Linked DNA regions of Mus musculus: region 2 is linked to region 1. A link is a contact called in public HiChIP or PLAC-seq data. All regions are on one chromosome and are shown on one strand. Each heading gives the region's core, a stretch centred on a gene start, on an enhancer-like site or on the middle of the called end of the contact. The rest is flanking DNA. Distances are from core to core; before and after follow the strand shown.

What was found. HiChIP or PLAC-seq counts read pairs in DNA pulled down with a chosen protein or histone mark.
Region 2: an H3K27ac HiChIP or PLAC-seq map of neural progenitor cells shows a contact between it and region 1, with 4 times the contacts expected there. The contact joins two enhancer-like sites. A contact is called at or near these places in 1 of 15 datasets of contacts at CTCF or cohesin (the NIH/3T3 cell line), 5 of 484 Hi-C or Micro-C datasets (cerebellar granule neurons, embryonic stem cells, forebrain and 1 more), 4 of 115 datasets of contacts at active chromatin or transcription factors (astrocytes, kidney, neural progenitor cells and 1 more) and 1 of 9 other capture datasets (embryonic stem cells).

The regions. Positions count from the first base shown.
Region 1 is chr10:70,684,746-70,689,713 of GRCm38.p6, forward strand. No RefSeq gene overlaps it. Among named protein-coding and RNA genes, the nearest start is that of D630013N20Rik, 31 kb to the left of the region's middle. Within about 2 kb of position 1,921, at least 47 of the 459 cell types and tissues checked have an H3K27ac peak or open chromatin away from gene starts, as enhancers often do. A contact at or near this core is called in astrocytes, neural progenitor cells and oligodendrocyte precursor cells, where this site is marked.
Region 2 is chr10:70,803,873-70,808,840 of GRCm38.p6, forward strand. No RefSeq gene overlaps it. Among named protein-coding and RNA genes, the nearest start is that of Gm40689, 24 kb to the right of the region's middle. Within about 2 kb of position 3,094, at least 40 of the 459 cell types and tissues checked have an H3K27ac peak or open chromatin away from gene starts, as enhancers often do. A contact at or near this core is called in astrocytes, neural progenitor cells and oligodendrocyte precursor cells, where this site is marked.

The DNA.
Region 1 (4,968 bases), core at 671-3,170:
ACTTTTGCAGACACACACAGAGAAAGTATTACATTCTCACTTTCCTCCATAGTCACAAAAATCATCGCCCTATCTGCTGGCAGCTAGTCAAGATGGTCCGTCCTTGCTGTTCACTCTCTATTATAACTGAAGTCTGCTTGAATAGTCATGGTTCTGTGCTCAGCTTTGTAATTAGACGAAGTGATGAAAATAACTTCTACTTGAGTCCAATTTTCTTGGCACAAAAATAACTCTGTGAGCTCTCTGATGTAATAAATTATAGAAAACCCAAGGTAGGACTAGGTCTAAAAATGGAGTCTGGCTTAAGGCTGATGCCTGTAAGAGACGTTGGGACCATCTTCTACATTGCTTGATCCATGTGGGGACTGAGCCATTGGTTCTGGAGAGTTTTAGCTGATGACCAGTGGGACATTGTGAATAGGTTGTGAATGGTCGTTGTAAATGGTTGGCCCAGGATGTTGTGATGCTTGGCCCAGGGAGTAGCACTATTAGGAGGTGTGGCCATGTTGGAGTAGGGGTGACCTTGTTGGAGTGGGTGTGGCCTTAATGGAGTAGGTGTGTTACTGTGGGTGTGGGCTTTAAGACACTCATCCTAGCTGTCTTGAAGTCAATCTTCTACTAGTGGTCTTCAGATGAAAATGTAGAACTCTCAGCTCTGCCTGCACCATGCCTACTTGGATGCTGCCATGCTTCCTGCCTTGAATATAATGAACTGAACCTCTGAACCTGTAAACCAACCTCAATTAAATGTTGTCCTTTATAAGACTTGCTTTGGTCATGGTGTCTGTTCACAGCAGTAAAACCCTAACTAGGACAGACATCAAATCTTCTTCAAGCCCAGCACTTACCTTGAACCTGAAATAGTTTGTTCACAGAGTAAGGGATGGGGATCAAATCTCAGAGCTTTCTTCAGGCCTGCTGTTTCTGTTGCTTCTTTCTTTAAAGTATCATATTCACATATGCAGCCCACGGAGTAACAGTGGACCTTAGGATTTGAATCCTCTGCCTCATTTTCTGTATTATTCGTTTATGAGTGTTTTGTGCAACATATTTTGATAATATTTATGTCCTCTCCTCCAACTCTTCCCAGATCTACCCCTTTCCATAACTACCATACTTGTATCTTTTTTTAAAAAAGTCCTTTAATATCAAATTGTGCTGCCCAAATATTCTTGGATGTGTGGTCTTCCACTGGAATCTAGCCATCCTACCAGGGGCTGTACTCTTAGAGGAAACTATCTCTTCCTCTACCAGTGTCTAACAGTTGCCAATAGCTCCGTGGCCAGGGGTAAGATTATTCCCTGCTTTATTCTGGGATTTCATATGGCTTGGGTTTGCACAGGTTATGAGCACTCTGTTAGAACCCTGGCATCCAGTGGGCTGGTCTTTGTTCTGCTGTAATCAACAAACAAACAAAATAAGTAAATAATAACTTCTCTGACATGTGCAGGAAAAAACTCACATTGTTTAAAAGTGTGTCAGGGGAGGTGATTCTTTTTTTTTCCCCCCAACTTACTGTCATATGGTACTAAAATTAGTATCTGCACTTATGCTATGAAACACTGTAACTTGATGTAACTCACAAATTAAATTCAGGATGACAGACTGAAATTCCTAGTGGGTCAATTAAGTCTTCTAAACAAACGGAGCTGGATGGGATTCTGGTAGACAGGCAATCGTGCCAGAGAGTCTAACTAGAATATCTGATATGATTCACATACATACAACCTGGTACAAAACTGTAAAACATGAAGGAGCACTGAAGCTCCCAAGGGCTGGGCTAGCATCCCTAAAAGTCCCTGGGAAGAGGGGAGTGACCCAGACAGGCAGGGCGGTTTTATTCTTTAAACCCCCCTCTGTGTAGCAGAGACATCAGGGCTCCAGGGCTGGCCCTCATTAGGAAAGTGTAAAGAACTGGGCCAGTCCCTTGCTGAAACACAAAGGCCCTTTGCCTCTTTTGTTGTCTCAGATGCTTCAATGGACTTCAGAGTTTCAAAGGTTTATTTCCAACCAGGCTAGGATGGATCAGTGCCCAGGGTACTGTGCTAGGAAACAGTGTGTCTGTCCACCCAGTAAGCCCGAGCTGGCAAGATCCCCTTCTGAAGGTTAGAACACAGTGGTTTATGACTTAAGCCATCACGGGAAAGGCAGAGAGCTGGGTGATGAAATTCCACTTTACCCTTCACTTTCAAATCACTATTTATTACTTGGCAACCTTTGAAAGAACATAAACAACTGTTCTTAAAGACTTACCGGACCCTGGCTCTTAAACATCGCACATTCAGGGCAGACAGCATCCTTTGAAAACTAAAAAAGAGCCAGGCCATCTTAGCTTGTCGTTAAAGGAGGCGGTGATGGACAGATACATAAAAGCCAAGTTAAGTGAAAGGAAAAGAAAAAAAGGAGACATTAGGAAGGGGCACCGCAACTCAGAAGCAAAGTCGCAGAAGGACTGGCAAGAGTGAAGAGCAGTGGTATTTCCCTCAGCTTGAGCCAAGTGAGGAGGAAGAGGTAGATGACCAGCATACTGAGAACCCACTAGTCAGGATTGCTACCTCAATCCCCCCTCTGATACCAGGCAGATAGCAATCGCTTTAAAAGGACGATTCCAAAGAGGCAACTTGGTGTCAAATGTAACTCATTCATCCCCCTTGTTGTATTTTATAAAAAGATAAAGAAAGAAGGAATAGTTTGGTGGAGGTGTGAGGTGTGGGGGAAGGGGGCGCCTCTGAGGGCCCATGCGGAGGCATCCCTTCCCCCTGAGAGACCAGCCACATGATGGTATAGTATCGAATAGAGTTTATTCAGGGCATGGAAAGGAGTTGAGAGAGTAGAAGAGACAGAGAAAGGCCAAGGGGGGGAGAGAGGGGGGGAAGGAGAGGAGAGGAGGCAGGCCATGGGGGGGGGGGTGAATGGGGAGAGAAGGGGAAGGGGCAAAAGGACAGAAGAGAGCAAGAAGGCAAGAGAGAGCAGAGGGAGAGCAGCTCCTTTTATAGTGAGTTAGGCACACCTGGCTATTGCCAGGTAACTGTGGGGCAGAGCCTAGACAAGGCGCTAACACCCCTTGCTTTGCTCCCATTACCCAGGCCTCATTCACACAAATCAACCTTTCACATTTTATTAATTATGTTAACTCCACATATCTGCTATCTCTTTCACCGATGACCAAGCCATTGAGAAGACACAGGTGTTGGAACAGTGACTGGAATGCACTTGGCTAGATAGCAGTCGTGAAGCTGGAGTGTCACATAGCCAGCTGGAAAGAGCTCCGCCTTCAGACCCAGATAAACTGGATTTGAACCCCTTTCTAGCCATCTTGTGCCAGTCAGCTGTCTGGTGGCATAACAATGTACCTATTAACTTAGCTCTGCTTGTAGCAGCCTGGTTTTTTCCTACCCACATCTCTGGACCCTTCTTGCTGCAAAATAATTCCAGTGTCCTCTGAGCCTTATTATCAGGCACAGCAATAGCAATGACTCCATGTCGTGGTCCAATTCTCTATGTTAGTTAGCTTCCTGCTGCTGTGATTAAAAACATGCAGAAGAAACAACTTAGAAAGGAGAAAATATTTTAGGGAGGCTTGTGACTTCAGAGAGGTTTTAGTCTGTGATTGGCTAACTCCATTGCTCCATTCTGGAGCTGTGTCCTGGCAGAGAACACATCATGCATGATAGAGCAAAGCTGGAGAATTCATAGCAGCTGAGAGGGAGGGAGGGAGGGAGGGAAGGAGGGAGGGAGGGTGAGGGTCCCAAGAAACAGCAAGAGAGACACAGAGAAGGAGAGACACAATGATGGAGAGACTGAGTCAGACAGACAGACAAAACAAGACAGACAGACAGACACACACCCAACACAATCACAAACAATTAGAGGTTATTCTGCTCCTGGTTCTGGAGTTGCTGAGGGCAAGGGCCTTCCTGCTGGGTCATACTTGTGCAATGTCATACCTGTGCAATGTCAAATGTGAGACAGAGACACCGCCGTTCCCACAGTGAGCTCTTGGGACCTAGATACCTCTAAAATTATTCCTTCCGGTAACATGATCTGGCAGTCAGAACTCAACATAGGCTCTGAAAAGGATTTCCCAACCATAGCAGACCCCTTATTTAGAAAGCATTCAGAAGGTCAGTAACTCAAGGCTGCAGCAGATCGTGACAACAGCCGTCAGCCTTGAGGTGGGTGGCGGGGGAATGCACACCAACACTTAACCTCCTGTGCTCTTACTCAAGTCTAAGCGAGATATGGCACACGTGAGGATGGTGGCTGTTAGCTGGTGGTTATAGACCCTGTAAGTACAGATTCCCTAGGCTGAAGAAACTTCAGATCCAAACACACAGAAGAGCCGAGCGCTTTCTAGCTAATGGAACATGACAGCCAATGGCAAAGCTAAGGATAAGCAAAATAGTTTCCTAGTACAGGGAGCTGGCTGAGTGCCTGATTCTGCACCAAACACTGAAAATGTGTGCGTGCCCAGAAACAACAGAAGTGTCATCTTTTTTTTTTTTTCTATTTTGCCTATATCATAGTCCTGTGAAAGACACAGGTCTATTATTGTTGTTGTTGTTGTTGTTGTTGTTGTTGTTATGTAATCATTCAGAAACCAAAGGCCCAGAGCCTTTCTGGTGTTCTTCCTTATAGTTCTTTAGAATCCCTTTCACTTAGGTAAGCGCGGGAGGGGGAGAGAGTTGGGGAATGGATGGATGGCGCAGGACACTACACACAACGATCCTGCATGTGTTTTCCACAGGCCACTACTAGATTGTATTCCATGTTGTATGACAGTGATGGATGTATCTGTCTCAGCCACTGAGGACTCGTTGTGGCACCTTGGCCCTAAGCTCTCTTTCTGAGAAGGCTTCCTCTTGCTCCTTCTTTTCATCTCCCTACACACTCCCAGTTTGGACAGAAGTGTGCCCATGGCCTGTAATGTTCAGATTATACTGTGTACATGCAGCGGTAAGACATAGA
Region 2 (4,968 bases), core at 1,844-4,343, 120 kb after region 1:
TGATCCCCACTTAGTCAAAACATAACACTAGAAGTCTTACCCCACTTGCTTTAAACCCATTGACTAGAACTCCCCATCTGCTTGGATAACGCCTAAGACCCAGTAAAGACACTGGCTGGTGGCTCTACCTTTCTTGCTCTGTGTGTGATTCATATGTGTGACCTATACCCCAGGGTTTGGGAGCAAATTAACTCATTTCCATCTTAATCACTGGAAGGACCCTCCATCTTGAAGATCCTGAGTTAAACAGTCAGTGTGTTTGGCAGGGATGCTGGCTAGGGTAGAAGTTCTCAGATGGGAGTACATACGGGAGCAGCTAGAAGACATCTTAAACCCTGTAAATCCAAGGTATCAGACTCAATAGGTGTAGCCTGAGACTATGCATTCCCAACAAGTTCCCAAGTAATAACTGTGATGGTTGTATATGCTTGGCCCAGGGAATGGCACTATTAGAAGGTGTGGCCTTGTTGTTGGAGTAGGCGTGTCACCATGGGTGTGGGCTTTAAGACCCTCATCCTAGCTGCCTGGAAGTCAGTCTTCTACTAGCAGCCTTCAGATGAAGATGTAGCACTCTCAGCTCCTCCAGCACCATGTCTGCTTGGATGCTGCCATGCTTCCTGTCTTGATGATAATGGACTGAACCTCTGAACCTGTAAGCCAGCCCCAATTAAATGTTCTTTAGAAGACTTGCCTTGGTCATGGTGTCTGTTCACATCAGTAAAACCTTAACTAATACAATAACCAATGGCACTAGCTTGGAGACCCCACTGAAAGAACCAAGGTCTGAGAGGAGCTGAAGCCTCCTGGTTTGCCATTGGGAGCAAGGTCAGCTGAGTGGTAGCATCACCTGTGTAGCATTCCTGGAGTCCGTTTGGAATGCAGAAGCTGCTGAAAAAAGCACCTGTGCACATCAACTGTTGCAAAACACCCTCTGAAGACACTGACTCTGGAACTCGCTGTACATTTAGAGTCACATAGGGAAGGATTAAAAACTCATCGTGTCTGGATTCTGCTTCCAGGGATTCTCCTTGAATTGGTACACGGTGTGAAGCGACTAGAGGGGTTCTGTGTGTAGCGTGTTTTGGGAGTGGTTTGATGTGCATCCTGCATGGGAGTTGGTACCACAGAGAAAGTCAGGGTCGGAGTCACAGGAAGTAGGATGTGTAAAGGCACGGTGGCAAGAAGAGAAAAGTGAGATCATTAGACAAGTAGGAATGGATTGGGTCAGCACAGAGCTCATGGTTAGGGGGCCATAGTAAAGTTGTTCAGGGACTGGGGCATTTTAAGAGCTAGTTGTGAGAAATTTTAAGATTGTAGTGAGAGGCCAAATCTTTTAAGTTCAGACTCCATTTTAGAGAACCTGACCTACATTTGCACTCAGGCAAACTAACAGACTGGTACCTAGCATTAGCTTCCAAGCTGCTGTCCAACAAAACCGGAGCCTAGCTCCAGTCTCTAGGCTAATCCCTAATAAGACCAGCATCTCCAGGTTATACCCTCAACAAGACCAGTGTCTCCAGATTATTTCCCCCAACAAACCTGCACCCCAGGTTACAAGCCCACCCCCTGCCTAACGACCACCAATGCAGAAGGAAACAGAAGTTAAGTTTATGATAGGACTCCCAGCACCAGCCAATTATGTTAAAGGCCACAGTATCTTTCCAATTAGATGCTTGCACACAGATTCCCTGCTTGCAGCTTACTATAAAATCTTGCCCCACTAGACATTCAGGGCTCCCCCACCACCAAAACTGTCCTGTGTGCCAGTGGTGCATTGGAGGGGCCCAAGCTAGCTCAAATAGACTAAAGACCCTGCTGTGAGTTGCATCAGATTGACTCCTGTCTGGTTTTTTGGGGGGATCACTAATATTTTCCTGGCACAACAGTAGAGTCTTGGGGCTTTGGGTCTTCCATTATAGTTGAGTGTGCTATTTTGCATTTAGAAAAAAAAATTTTCCCCACACAGCTACATGCTCAGGGATATGGAGACAGTATACCTGGGGTATGCTTGTCAAAGAACATATGTTACTGGTTTAATGGAAAATAGCCCATTTCAGGGACTATTGCTGTTTGAACTGCAGAGGGGTTCATGTAGACAACAAAGAAGCATGCTGATAATGGGAGCAGAAGATGCTAACACCCAAAGGGGCCCCTTTGGCCTGATGATTACTTTGAGCTGAAATCAGTTGAGTTAATTGATGGAGACAACTTTTCGACCCTTTTCATCTCACACATCAATGGACCTACACAACCCTCGCCAAAACAAACAAACAAACAAACAAACAAACAAACACTCTCCCCTGATACTTTCCTGACTCGTTTGTCATCTGATAAGTTGCTGTTTCTGGACACTGAAAGCCCTCTCCTTTGCCTTGTTCCTTATACATTAAGTGTTCTGACCTTAAGATGCCTGCAAGTGGGGGCTGGAGAGATGGCTCAGTGGTTAAGAGCACTGATTGCTCTTCCAAAGGTCCTGAGTTCAATTCTCAGCAACCACATGATAGCTGACAACCATCTGTAATGGGATCTGAAGCCCTCTTCTGGTGTGTCTGAGGACAGCCACAGGGTACTCATAAACATAAAATAAGAAAATCTTTAAAGACGCATGTAAGCACCTGTTGTAGCACCTCTATCTCCAACCTTTGATAAGTGGGTTACTAGGGTTCCCATGTTAGTAAATTTCTGTTTGTTTGTTTGTTTGTTTGTTTGTTTTGTTAATTCGTCATTTGTCTAATCCCCGGGGGGCCCCTGCAGGATAACCCAAGGGGGCAAAAGGAAAGAGATGTTTTCTTTTTCTACAGTACCCAACCAATCTATTAGCACTCTGACGTCTATTGTGCGGGTTGAATAATGTTTACTGAGCACAGAATGCTAAGCCCAGTGCTTTGGGAGCAGAACCCAGATCCCCACAGCTCTGTTAACCAAACAGCTGAAAGTGGGAGCTCGCACAAGCAAATGATTTTTTTTTTAACCCCCAAAGAGCAGGAGTGTGAATGTGCTTGAAGATTTGACAGTGTTGCTGACTGAGAGGACGCTGTGCCATCTGACTCCACTTGAGGCCACAGCTCAGCATCAAATGGCCTCATTCAGCCTGCAGCTGCAGGATTCCCGAAGCCATGCCAGGAGCCCCAGGGATGCAAACAGGGCTCAGTCCGGGTCTCTGACACCCTGCAAAGCTTTGAGAAAGAACAAGGTCTCTGACACCCTGCAAAGCTTTGAGAAAGAACAAGCAGGCATTTGTTAGGGGAAGGCCCACAATGACTCCACAGGACAAGGGACTGAATGCACGAAGGGAGCCAGGCCAAGGTCAAAAGGCTGGTGCAGTCACTGCCACCAGCCTGTGTGACCTCACTTGCTCTTTAGGGGACAGCCCGGCAGCAGAAGCAGGGTCCTGAGCCTGCGGTGGCAGCTCTGGAGGAATGGAGTTAGAGTCCTGTTAAGGACAGGTGGGGACCGATCCTCAGTCCGGACAAGGAAACAAGGACTTTACAAGGGCAAGAAGAAGGTGGGAGACTTATTCCTTTTCATCTATACCCAAAAGGGAGGTCTTAAAAACAGACCACAAGCCAAGGTTGTTGGTATTCCCTCAAGCAGAAAACTATCAAAGCCATTCTAGGTCTTTATTAATCCAGGTCTTCAGTACTTCTGATGGCGGTAATTTGCTCTTGACCTTTGTATGTGCGGCATGCCATTGCAGGTGACATCATGGCTGTGTATGATGTTTACAATCCCTTACCCACCTTCCATTGCACTCCAGATATAGAGTGATCTAGTCTGTGATGGTAGAGAATTATTCAACGTCAGCACGGTTGACACTCTGGGACACTCAGCTCTTGATGGGTAGGGTAGCATAGCAGTCCTTCGCATTGTAGCATAGACCATATTTGCCTAGAAGTAGCCATGCTCACACACAAGGAGCTAAAGATATCTCCAGGCATGACCACACACGTTCCCCACAGTTAGAATTATTCTCACATGAGGACCATTAGCACAGAGGAAAACCAGTTTTCATATAAAACCCTTAAATAGATTCTATGTAAAACCTTGACGACTGACAGTCTGTTGCTTGCAATCACTCTCTGACAGGAAAGCAGTCTCTGATGACCATTAGTCAGGCATCCTCTACCTTCGACACCAAGTTCTGAAGATGCAGGCGCAGTCTAGCCAACTTGAGAAAATTGTCCTGGGCGTTTCTTTCCTGTTGGATTTAATTATTTTATGTGTGTGTGTTGCCTGCGTGCATGTATGTGCACAGCCTGTGTATGACGCCTTCTGAGGTCCAGAGGTTTTCAAATACACTGGAAATGGAGTTATAGATGGCCGTGTCTGACCATTTGGTGCTGGAGACAGCACCCAAGTTCTCTGTCCTGCAACAAGCACTCTTTAGCTCTTAGCCCCCGAGTCATCTCTCAAGACTCAGAAGTTATGTTTTTTTTAAAACAGGATTTTTTTTTCTCAGTTAAAATGACAAGACAGGTAGCAAAACGTAATAAACGATCCTTGACTTAACCTTGGGATTTTATTTTATTTTATTTTATTTCTTAAAAAGCTGTGAAAGACAATTGAGGAACAACTTGGATGTGAACGCCACATCAGTCAAGATGATTGCATCAATGTGGCAGAGAGAAATCTGTTCAGGGATGCTTAGAGAAAGCCAGGTTCGAGGCAGTGGGCACAAGGAATAGCCTGAGCTGTGTTTACTTAAGGAAGCATGGGTGGGTAGGCAACAAAGGAAGAAAATGCTGGTGAGCCCTCTAACCTGACGGATCTTATCAATACCATGAAGGGGAAACAGAGAGAGAGAGAGAGCAATCAATCGACTCTTACCAATGCTACCTCTCCTGTGATTTTAGAAATGGTTTTGTAGGTATAAAATGTTTACAATAAAAAGTAGAGGGAACAAAGCTAAGCTAATAATAATAACAATAATGAAATCTTTTGGTTTACCCATCATGCCCTCCATAAGAG